2 separate regions of the Mus musculus genome follow, and region 1 is linked to region 2. Evidence: chromatin contacts called from public promoter capture Hi-C data. All regions are on one chromosome and are shown on one strand. The core of a region is the stretch at or near the end of the contact, and the rest is flanking DNA. Distances in the headings are between cores, read along the strand shown.

What was found. Promoter capture Hi-C pulls out the DNA fragments that hold promoters and counts their contacts.
Region 1: a promoter capture Hi-C map of second pharyngeal arch cranial neural crest shows a contact between it and region 2. The contact joins the enhancer-like site here to the promoter of Cpne3 in region 2. A contact is called at or near these places in 17 of 39 promoter capture datasets (the C10 cell line, the HPC-7 cell line, cranial neural crest and 8 more), 1 of 15 datasets of contacts at CTCF or cohesin (embryonic stem cells), 20 of 484 Hi-C or Micro-C datasets (B cells, the C10 cell line, the C3H10T1/2 cell line and 16 more), 29 of 115 datasets of contacts at active chromatin or transcription factors (CD8 T cells, the SCID.adh cell line, Th17 cells and 17 more) and 4 of 9 other capture datasets (adipose tissue, bone marrow-derived macrophages, embryonic stem cells and 1 more).

Annotation. Positions count from the first base shown.
Region 1 is chr4:19,906,019-19,912,101 of GRCm38.p6, reverse strand. Atp6v0d2 (ATPase, H+ transporting, lysosomal V0 subunit D2) reads left to right here. Exons shown (of 8, transcript NM_175406.3): 2 at 1,344-1,515. Among named protein-coding and RNA genes, the nearest start is that of Atp6v0d2, 14 kb to the left of the region's middle. Within about 2 kb of position 4,246, at least 2 of the 459 cell types and tissues checked have an H3K27ac peak or open chromatin away from gene starts, as enhancers often do. A contact at or near this core is called in second pharyngeal arch cranial neural crest, where this site is marked.
Region 2 is chr4:19,567,078-19,573,108 of GRCm38.p6, reverse strand. It overlaps Cpne3 (copine III), which reads left to right and starts at 3,001. Exons shown (of 16, transcript NM_027769.3): 1 at 3,001-3,108.

The DNA of each region.
Region 1 (6,083 bases), core at 2,997-5,496, 340 kb before region 2:
CTACAGAACATTCAAAACACAGCAGGTGCTATGCCAGAAGTATCAGCAACGTGTTCTCAAGTTCAGATCAATGACCTTAAAGAATTTTGTCACAGAAAATTAGAGGCTTTACAGAGTATTTGATAATGATTGTATTGACTGACAGCAAAATATAGGATTTGAATGAGTTTAAAGTCAATTAAACATTGCTTTGAATCCCAGTTTGCTTATTTTATTCTAGAAAGTAGGTCGGGCTCAACAGTAACAAATTATGTCACATGGCTTTTTGAGGAAAGACGGAAAGTAAAATGAAGCTGGAATTGAGTCCAATTCTCTGGCAACACAAACCATTGCCATTTAAAGAATTGTGGTGCAGAATCAATGCTTGAGTCTTAGTGCACAGTATCTTCTCTTCTAGTTCTAGTATGATCTCCATATGACTCCACCATTTTGCCCTCCTCCCTGGACTTCAAGTTCATCGTCCGTAACAAAAGAACACTGAAATCCAGTCACAAGGGTTGTCTACCTCACCCTCTATCTATGGCAGCTCTTCCTAGTCTCTCTTTTCCTCAAGGTGGACAGAGCTTTAACATTTTCAAATTTCACAAACTACTTACAAAAGATTAAGTCTGGCCAACATGAATCCATCCTTAGTGGGGGTTCTACAGAAAAACAGAACTGAGAGAATTAATGTGTGTTGCAAAAGAGAATTTCACTAGAATGGTTTATAACCCATAGGGTCTTGGTGATTCTACTGTTACCACCATCTGCATGCTGGAAGGGCTGACAACCCATTGGTGCTCAGTCCATGAAACTGTGCTGCTGAAGGCCTAACTGATTCCTTGAGAGTCCCCTGGTCCTGAGTTGACAAGATCACAGCAGTAGCCAACAGCAGCAATAGAAGAGACATACTTGACCAGCATAAAATGAAAGCTGTCAAGCAGAGGACACTTTTCTGTGTATCTGGACCTCCACTGCAACATACTCTGAGAGAGAGCATTTTCCCTTTATTTAACTTTTCATGGAAATGATTAGCCTAGAGGTCTGTCTCTCAGTTGACTCCAGATCCCATTAAATTGGCAGTCAAGATTAACCACTCTGGCCTAAGGGTCTGTTTGTTTACTTGCTTGTTTTTTAGTTGTAGAAATAATATTAAGTTTCTTAGATAGTTTTGGCCTTCTTATGGTGTGCTTCAAAATCAGTGTTTATGTTGACTCTTTCATTTCTTTAAAGATCAACACTCTTCTCTAGTAATGTGCACACCTCTGTCAAAGTCTAAGAAGTTCGCGAGTGTGCCTCTACCATAATGTTACCACAAGCACATCTCCAAGTTTAACTTTGCTTGGAAATGCTTCACCTTTCAGACCTGAAAATTCATCTCCAGACCACGGACTATGGCAACTTCCTGGCTAATGAAACAAATCCTCTCACTGTTTCCAAAATTGACACGGAGATGAGGAAGAAGCTCTGCAGAGAGTTTGACTATTTCCGGAATCATTCCTTGGAGCCCCTGAGCACATTTCTCACCTACATGACGTAAGTGGAGCTCTGCCAAACCCCAGGGTGGTGGATGATGACCATGATGATGGTTGTAAGAGGGCCGGTGGGTCTGAGTATGTGTGACAGACCTTCATGTGGTCTGTAATTTTGAATACATAGAGATTTTAGCAACTGGTAATTTTACAACCTAGTTTTTTGATAGAAAAGACATCATGAATATTAAGCAGATGTGAGGTGGTAATAACCCCCATGTATAGTGTTTTTGTTTTAATGACTACTCAGTGTGGCTAATCCTTGAAATGTGACTCTTTTTATGTCACTCATAGGGTGGGGAAAGCCATCACAAATTGTTGTAAAGGTCTGGTCTCCTGCTCCCAGTCCAAGTGCCTCTTGTCATAGATGCACATGCTTTATTCCCTTATGGGTGGTTTCTACTTGTCAGTGTGTGTGCTCCTCATTCTAGAGGAAATTACAATGCTTACATAGTAATACATGGCACTTAAACTACACCAGTGCTCACAAGAGCCATTTGAACTAGCTTCATACCACTCTAGTTATCCCAACTGAAAACAAAGACTTAAAATGGATATGCTGTATATTGTAAAGATCAAATTTAATTATAACGTACAACATTATAACTAATAGGCCTAAGTTCTACACAAGTGCCTAGCACTCAGGCATGTGAGGTTTTCATAGAAAGATAATGCATATGCTGAGTTGTATGGATCAAAAAAATTTAAAAATGAAATGAAAGACCAGAACTTTGTATGTGGCACTGTGTTCAGCAATAGACAGAAATAAGGAAAGTGTTAATGAGTCAAATAAGGTGAGCATTGGGGTGTGAGTAAGAAGGGCCTGGGAGAAAACTATGGAGCTAGGTTATGAGGAACAGGAGTAAAGGTGCGGGCAGATAAGCAGATGGCAGAGGGGCCTTCTAAAGGGGCAGTTTGAGCCCCTGCCTCTATGACTGTCTGTAAAATGACAACGGTGCTACAGTACTGGGTGCCATCATCCCTTCTTCTGTTCTGCAAATATCATCAGCTCAGAACTTAGTCTAATGAATAAAGACTGGAACTATGGGTACCCAAAATGTCTGCTGGGCTGATCACAACTGGATGGACACTGTGTCTTGTTGTCGATTGCTCTGGTGATGTTTGTATTTGATGTCAATTTTGTTATCTCAAGAGGGGTTGTCCCAATGAGAAGGGGATCATGTACTTAGGTAATTTTATGTGAACCCTCTTTCCATTTTAACTGGTCAAATAAAAGCTAGAGCCTGTGATTGGGCAGTGGAAGGGAAGGTGGAGCTGGAGGTTTTAGAGAGGGGAGAAGAGGGGAAGGAGGAGAGAGAGGAGGAGGAGATGGAGGAGAGAGAGGAGGACAGAGGAAGAGGAGGTGAAAGGAAGATGGAACAGAACTACATGGCCCAGAGAAGGCACAAGTAGCAATGGATCTCATAGCTGGGTGATAGAATAGTGTAGTGGTAAACCTGAAATCTAGGTGTTCAACTCATAAATATTGTAACTGAGTTGTGTGGTTTTTGCACGGGCTTATTGGGGTTGGAGATTTACTGCAATGGCACCTGACTTTGGATTGAAGAGAAAATGTGTCAGAAAGACTTCTCACATTATATGAGATATGTATTTGAATCTAAAAAATGGCAACTTGAAAATACCCCTCAGAAATAGGACTACATCCGAAGCTTAGTATGAGCAAATCAATGTGAACTTTCTGCCATTGGTCCTAGACAAGACCAGAAATAAAGGAAGGCTCAGCTCTTGGAGATTTTCTACTGTATTGTGATATTGAAGGATCAACTACACTACATGAATAATATTGTCAAGAAAAAAAATATGGCTGAGTTGGTTGTGCAGTAGGAGAGTACTCTTTAACCTGGGAAACGCCCTGGGCTCTATGACCCACATTTCATAAAAGGAGGAAGAAAGAGGGAGGGAGAGGGAGAGAGATGAAGAAGAGAGGAGGAGAATGAAAAAATCCAGAGGCATAATTATAACTTTCTTGGAATTCAGAAAAACATAAAAATTGCCCTATTCTAATATCCCTTTAATCCCCACCCAGTTCTTCTCTCTAGTGTAACCACTTCTTAATTTCTTATGTGTTTTTTCATAAAAATATTTACAAGCAAGTGTGTCTAATAACACATGCCCTAACCATCCCTCCATATTTCAGATGTATACAGACAGCATCTTTCCTTCTGGGTCTCTCTCTCTCTCTGTCTCTCCTCTCCTCTTCCTCTTTTCTCCTTCTTCTTCTTCTTCTTCTTCTTCTTCTTCTTCTTCTTCTTCTTCTTCTTCTTCTTCTTCTTCTTCTTCTTCTTCTTCTTCTTCTCCTCTCTCTCTCTCTCTCTCTTTCTCTCTTTCTCTCTCTCTCTCTCTCTCTCTCTCTCTCTCTCTCTCTCTCTCTCTCTCTCTCTCTCTCTCTCCTCTCAATGTTTCTTACTGATATCCCTGTGAACACCATTCTCCTTAAAGAACCATGTAATTCTGTGTTTTAAATTTGCCACAACTTCATTTACTAGTCATCTCTCCACAACCAGCTAAATTATTTTCACCTCTTTCCATGGCAAAAATAAGTTGCAATTAGCTAATTTCTGTGAAGGTCTTTCTTTTAGGTGATCTTCAGGATCAAATCCCAAGGCCTTATATTTGCAAGGAAAGGTAATTGCTCTGTTAATGAGCCATATCCCCAGTCCTCAAGGTGCATCTGGAATTGATTTCCAAGTTCAGTTTGCAGCATTGGAAATGCTGAGTCAAGAAAATGTGATTTTCTTGCTTTGTTTTGTGACACAGGCTCCTTGTATCTAAAACAGGTAGCCTCAGACTCGCTGTATAGCTCAAGCTTCCTTGAGCACACAATGCCCTGGCTTCAGGTTAGGAATGTGCATCTTTAACTGTGGTAAATATTGCTAAACTATTCACAGCAAAAATAGCACCATTTTAACCTTCAAAACAGTACATAAGGAGGCTTGCATTCCTACATAATTGCAAGCATTTGGTGTTGTTTTTTAATTTCCCACTCTGATAGATTAAAAACTAGCAACTTCTCCTTTTGATTTTCATTTATGAGTAAAACTGATTACTTGATATTTATTTGTTGCTAGACTTAATTCTTTACCTATTTTGTTAGAGTTTATAGAACACTTTAATTGATATGTATTCTTTGTAAATTCATATACTAGTCTTAGTAATAATAGATTGCAAAACTATTTTCTTGGTTTGTTGCAATTTATTATAGTACTATTGTATGCTTTGGTGCTAAATATCAAGTTCAGGATCTCACACATATTAGACAAGTGCTTTACCACTGAGAACATCCCCGACCCAATGATCTTTATTTTTATATTTATTTATGGTGTGTGTGTGTGTGTGTGTGTGTGTGTGTGGAACATTTTATGAGATTGGTTGGTCGGGTTGGTTTTTTGAAACAAGGTCTCATGTAGCACATCTGGCATAGAGCTCAGTATGTATTCAAAGACAACCTTGAACTCCTAATCCGCCTGTCTCCACCTTCCAATTGCTTGTATTACAGGCACGTACCAGCATGTGTTGCCTTGTTTTGGGTTTTTTTGTTGTGTTGTGTTTTGTTTTTCTTGAGATGCTCTCACACTGTAGCTCAAGATGGCCTTGACTTTGTGTTCTTCCTTACTGTACCTCTGAATGGTAGGATTACAGACCTTTGGCACTGTAGTCACACCCAGCTCTGTAGGACTCTTTCTAAGAAATGAAAGGAAAAGAAAACCTCTATCCCAAGCACGTGGTTCCACCATTTCACTTTTTATTTTCACACAGAGGCCCACTAATGGCCAGGCTTATCTAACCCCCTGGCTGATTCAGAATTTAAAGACCTCCCAAGGATCTGGGATTACAGGAATGTAGGATTGAACTAAGTCCACCGTTATGCTAGGCAAGAACTCTACCACTGAACCAACCCATAGGTAGGTAGGTAGGTAGGTAGGTAGGTAGGTAGATATAGATATAGATATAGATATAGATATAGATATAGATATAGATATAGATATAGATATACATATACATATACATATACATATACATATACATATACATATACATATACATATACATATACATATACATATATAGATAGATAGATATAAAAACTAGGTCAAACATGTAGCTCAGACTATACTAGATACGCAGCCCAAAGTAACTCTGATCTCTTAATTCACCTGCCTCAGCTTCCTGAGTGCTAACATTGAAGATGTGACCACTGTATCTGCCTTCCACAGAGCCATCTGTGTTTTGCTCCCCCCCCACCCTCACCTCATCCTGTGGCATGTCAGTTCTGGCAGAAGCTAGCCACTTTCTGCAGAGCTTAGAGATTAATTTCAATAACCAACTGTGTACAAATGGGGAATGTTGTCCCAAGAGTTCTGAAAATTTTTTCTTATACTCCTTCCAAAATATTTTGTGAATTCAAGTGCCTATCTAGCCTCCATGCACCTCCAACAATCAGAATTCTATCTTGCACTAGCAGGAAATATCTTGAGGCAACACTATAGCACTGTCAAAGTCAACCCTAAGAGAGACAGTCTAAATTTAAATTGATTATCTTAAGCTTTGCAC
Region 2 (6,031 bases), core at 1,752-4,251:
CTAACCCTGTTAGAAAAGTAAATAAAAGGAAGAGCCTGGCAAACAGACTATACTATCTGCTATCTTTCCCGAGTCTTGTGGTTCATTCCCTGACTCCTCTCCCCCTCCCCACATACCATATGTGTCTATCTCACTCAGGTCCACTGCCTTTTCTTACCCTACAATGGGCCAAAGGCTTCCTTACATGATATTTTCTCTGCCACTATTCCTTCATATTATACTATCAGATGCCATCTTCCTTTCCTCATATGAGTTCATATTTCTTACCTGGCTCATTTCAATTTATCTTTCCATTATCAGTGTGTCACTTCCTCAAAGAAACTTCTCCTTATTCCTCCTAAATATATTTCCATTTATTAATTCATAATTTGACTTTTGCAATGGTTTGGACTATATTTTGGAGGAACTAGTAACATATGCCTTCATTATGCTATAATCTCAATGACTGATTTTTTTCAATTATACTAGGGTTAAATTTTTTTATACTTTTTCCATTCATTCAATAAATGTGTATTGTGTATATGTAATGGTAGATCTCAAACCCTAGACAAATGGCTAACTGAGATGCCCATTTAACATATCAGAGCAGATGCTGGTAGCCAGGTTCTCAGCAACTACCTATTACAGGCCATCCTGGCTGGCATACCCTCCCCCCTACCCTACTATGCATCCTACTATGCTCTCCCTCATAGTTACAGTGGGCCTTCTCCACTCACACCTAGCAGCACCATGCCCCCTCCCTTTTTTAAATATAATATACCTTCTACCTTCTAGTAATCAGAAAAGTAGAAACACTTGTAAGATACTTAAGTATATGTACTGATAGATGGTGCAAAATGCCAGCTAGGAAGGTGAAGGAGAAAGGGCTACAGATGTATTTCTGTAAATGTTTGCAATTCTATTTTAATTTTCCCCCCTTTCAATGTCCAGTACTGAACACAGAGCCTTGTTTGTGCTAGGCATTTAGTACTTTATAACTGAACTATGACCTCAGCCAAACATTGCAATCCTAACCTGGATAATGGCCAGAGAAGGCTTCACTCAGAACTTTTGAGTTAATACCCAAAGAAGCGAGTCATGAGGGGTGTTAGGGACACAGCATTTTGTGTAGAGTAAAATAAACATGCAAATTTTTGCTCTGGAAAAGTAGATGGAAATCTATGACCATTAGGGAAGAGGAAGTAAAAGGTAAGGGACAATGATAAGTTAGGTGGCTAGCAGTGCAGTTTCTCTTCCCACTGTAAGGATTTTGAATGTTTGCTTTATATGACTAGGTCATATCTAATTTACATCTTATTTTGGATCCTTCTATGTCCAAAGTAGACTAAAGGTGAGCATGGTTGACCTACGAGAGGCAATCTCTTGAAGGAAACAAACTCACTTTCTCCCAGCAGTTTTCAGTTGCTACTACATTACTAATATACAGCTAAGAGTGAGACTTTATACCTATTGCCCCTCTCCATGCTGAGAATTTGTCCAACCTGAGCTTTTGCAGGTCATTCCAGGCTGTCAAAGTTGCAGTGAGCTCACATTTAAAACTGCCCAGAAGACTCTAGCTCTTACATTCTTTGCTTTCTGTCTTCTTTAATGATCACTGCTGGGTCTTGGAAGGAGGGGGCATGATGCAACTATCCCATTTAGGGGTATGCTTTCCTTAGTCTCACCCTCTGTGCCTTGGACATTTGCGGGACTCTGTTCACCACGGCTGCAAACAGAAGCTGCTCTGATGAGAGCGGAGAGGTGCATTAATCTATGAGTTTAACGAAAAGCCATTAGGAGCTGACTTGATACTCTGTCCATTGAGCAGAATATTTATAGTAGATTCTCCCCTGGGTCTGTGACCTGCCTAGCTGTTGTTTTTGCCTCGATAATAGTGCCAGGTATGGATTTCATTTTGTGGAGTGGAGTGGAACTTAAATCCAATCAGAAAGTGGTGAGTTATTTCCATGATATTCCTGCCACTATTGCACAAAGGGCATGTCTTTCCAGGCTGCTCATCACTGGCGCTCTAGGGTTCACTGCTGGGTAAGACTGAGATGACCTTTCTCCTCTGGAAGCTTACATATCACATTCCATTCTTTAGTCCTTTCTATTGAGTGTCCCCCCCCCCCCCCGCCTTTTTCCCCTCACCAATGTAAGTGAAGTAACTTTTGTAATACTGTTCGTTTGTCTTTGTTGATTTTTATCCCATTTTTTTCCAGCAGATATTTTAAATTTTCATTCAATAGAAGGATGTGACTTTGAGTACCCATCACCATAGGCATTTTGAGATTAGCATAATCTGATGACTTTAGGCAAATTGAACAACTGTTTACCTACCACATTTCACAGTATTTTCTTGCACCATTCTTATGAAAAGGCACGTGGCGCTAAACACATAACAAAGCTTTTGTGACGACCAAATAAAATAAATATATATTAAATAAAATAAGCATGTAAAATTACTCTGGGAAGGTGTACGCTCTACAGAAGGATGCTTAAGAGCTGGCATTTCACACTATTTCCTTGTCCAGATCTGTTTTCTTTCTTTATTTTTTTAAGGTTTATTTGTTTTGCTTTGCATGTATGAATGTTTTGCTTGCATGTTTGTACACACACACACACACACACACACACACACACACACACACATACACACACACCTGCCTGCTGCCTTGGGGAGATCAGAAGAGAATGCCAGATCCTCTGGAATGTGCTAGATGTTTGTGAGCTACAAACCGGGAACTCTGCAAGAGCAACAAGTGCTCTTCACTTCCGAGCCCCCCCCCCCTCCCCCCCAGACCAGATCAGATATTTTACTGCCTAAAGTCAATTACGGGTTTTGTAAGAATTCTTTAAAAGGTCAGCGGGTTGAGGCGCAGCAAAGAAAACTGGGAGTGAAAATGGGTTGAAATGGGTTGGGCAGCAAGCTCCCTATCAAAAGCAAAACTTCACCTTGGTCCCGCCCACAAGCTCCGCCCTCGCCCCTCCGCTCCGGGACTCCGCCCACGAGCCCCGCCCCTCCGCGGTCCAGCCCTCAGGTTCCAGTAAAGCCCCTGCGGTCCTGCCGCCTTGCGGTGCTCCTCGCTGGCTCTCCACCCTCACTCGACTTCTGCGGCGATATAGCACGTGAGTGCGTGACTTTTCCCAGCTCCGGAGCCGTGTGTCCCAGCCCAAGCCTGCAGCCTCCCGGGAAGCGGGCCGGTCCCGGGCGGGAAGACTTAGGGCCCTCAGGCTTCCATGGCCCGTCCCTCCGGGCCCCGGGCGCTGGAAGTGCTCCGTGGGTTTCCGGTGCCCACTCTGGGGACTCCCGAGTGTCGCGTGCTGGGTCCGCGGCCCGTGGAAGTCCGGGGCTGGGGGTCAGCCTGGGGGCCGCGAGCGCCTCCTGGGCCTGCGGCTCGCGCACCTGAAGAACCCTGCCGGGGATCCGCGGGCCTCGAGTGGAAGGGCAGGGTGGGGCGAAGGGTTACAGCCCCGAAATCTCGGTCCCGCTCAGCGGGGAAAGATTGGTGAACCAGACGAACCGGTCGTGTGGGGGAACGGTGGAGGAAAGGCTGCGTGCTGAGGGAAAAGGTGCTACTGAATTCGGTGCAAAGCTGGGCCTGGGTGAAGTCCTAGCAAGCTCCTGCACCTGTGTCCAGGGCTTTGGGCTCACTGCACACGCGACGCGAAGGAAGGGCAGTGCCACTTACTTGTTTTGCAGTCAGAAACTTGAGAGCATAGTGACCGTTAGTGTTGGCGCTAATGCACTTGACTGCGATCAGCTTTTGTTTCTTTCTGTTGTGTTTGTGGCCGCCAATAATCAGAGGGTGAAGTAGGATTAAAATAACCAGTGGTTTGCAGTGACCCACAACCTCTGTGTTAAGACCATTTTTATATATAGTTAGCTCACAACAAGCATAAATGCGACTATTATCTTTTTCACTCCTCAGGAAACTGGAATTAATTTATGAAACTTGGCACCTCTGAAAGTGGTAGCATTAGGTTTCGATTGTGGTCTGTACTTTTTTTTTAATACTTTACGATTTACAAAAGTAAGTGAATCTTATTTCACAAGAAAGGCAGTGACTATCTGTCTAGTTTCAAGTATGTTCTGAGGTTTTGTTATCTGTCTAACCTTTGGGTGGGATGCCCAACCCTTTATGGTGTGTTTCTACATTTGTAAAATGGATATAGCACTGATGTGTCAGAGTGGTGAGGGCTAAATAAAATGTTTGTAGATCACTCATCGAAGTGTCTGATACATAAATAACGATAAGATAAATGATGATGGTAGTTGTAGTGACAACAGTGGATTCTCAGAATCTATCTGCTTTTCAACACTCCCCCTCACCCTGCCCCCTCTGTTTTGAGAATATTTTTTAAAAGGCGGCCCCTTTTGGCTGATGAGTTGAAAAATGCACCCCACTCGAGCCTGAAAATCTAGTGCCTCATCTCCAAGATTGGACCATGCAGAAGCTCTCTTAATGAGACAAAACTGAATTTCTGGTTTTTAGATTAAAACACGCCTGGCACAGGAAGGGAAGGAAGTACTGTCTTTCAGAATCTCTTCTCTGATCTATCCCCTAAAGCTGACGTCTAGAATTGGGGGAGCAAAATTATTCATTGCCTCCAAAGGCATGTTGATAATTGGACATCTCTTTTAATTTTACTTGAACATTTATAAACAGTGATCTATAAAATAAAGCCTTAATTCCAGCACTCAGGAGGCAGGGTCAGGTAGGTCTCTAAGTTTGAGGCCAATCTGATATGTAGAGGGAATTCCAGGACAACTAGTGCTATATACAGAAACTCTGTTGGAAACCAAAAACAAACAAACAAACAAACAAAGGAAATTAAGATATTTTATGGGGCTGGTGACCGTGGTTGGTGTAAGGGAACTTGTCTATCAAGCTGATGACCTTGGGCTTAGTCCTGCAACACTGAAATAAACAAATAATTAATTAAAATATTTCTTAGCATTCTTTACAGTGACATTTCTTCTGCACCTGCATCTGCTCAAGCACTCAGCTCATATTGTCTCTGTGCTCTCTCATCTCTTCTTATGCCTTGGTTCGTGGGGTTTTCTTTCTTGCTGTCTTTTGGTGCTGTCCTCAGATTCCATTTATAGTTGTTAAACTACCTCTTTTCCAAAAATTTCTTTCACTAACGGTGAAAGATAAGTTAAGAAAGATAATGTTGGATGTGAAAAATGATTTCATGACATTTTGACCTTTAAATATTCAAAATGAGGCACAATTCTTTGTCAAAGTTTGATCTTGCTGGTGGATCTTTTAGAAAGAATCAATACCACTTCCATTAGTTCTCAGCCTCTTGAGGAATCCATTACACTGTTAGGTCCTTTCTGAGGCCTTTATGTTACAGTCTAACTTCCTTCTAAAGTGGTTTTGTTTTGTTTTAATGTTCTTGATTTGTTTTGTAGATACTGCTGCCTAGGTTAAAGTGTAAATGAACCAGGTAGAAGACCTCTAGAAGATTTGTTAAAAGAGTCGCCAAGAAAGAACTTAAATGACCACTTATCATAAACTTTTTAACATTAAGTTTCATACTGATAAAGAAGGGAACTTATATACACATTTTGATAACATTCTGATAACAAAATTTAAACCATAGCGTAGCTATGTTATACTACACTGGCTTAAATGTATTTGAAAAAGGCTGGGAATAGGGTACAGAGATTTTTTTTTGGAGAGGCTTTTCATTCTCATAAAGAGAATAAAATATAACAGCTCAGCTAAAAGGAATCATAACCCTTAAAAAGACATGAAAATTAACAGTACTACGATCATACCAATTTCTATTAGATAGAACATGAATACAATTTCTCTATGAGAAGGAAATATTACACAGTTTAGTAAAACCACTATCTTATGAAATGGATATATTATGTCTATTTCCTGTAAAAATTACCAAAGCAACAATGTGGATAGTGTGGTTTATAGTGTCATCATATTAACTTGTTTTCTGTTTTTTCTTTTATTTTTTTCTTACTTATTTGAGACAAGATTTTTCTGTGTAGCCCTAGCTATCCTCTGCCTCCCCTAAGTGTTGG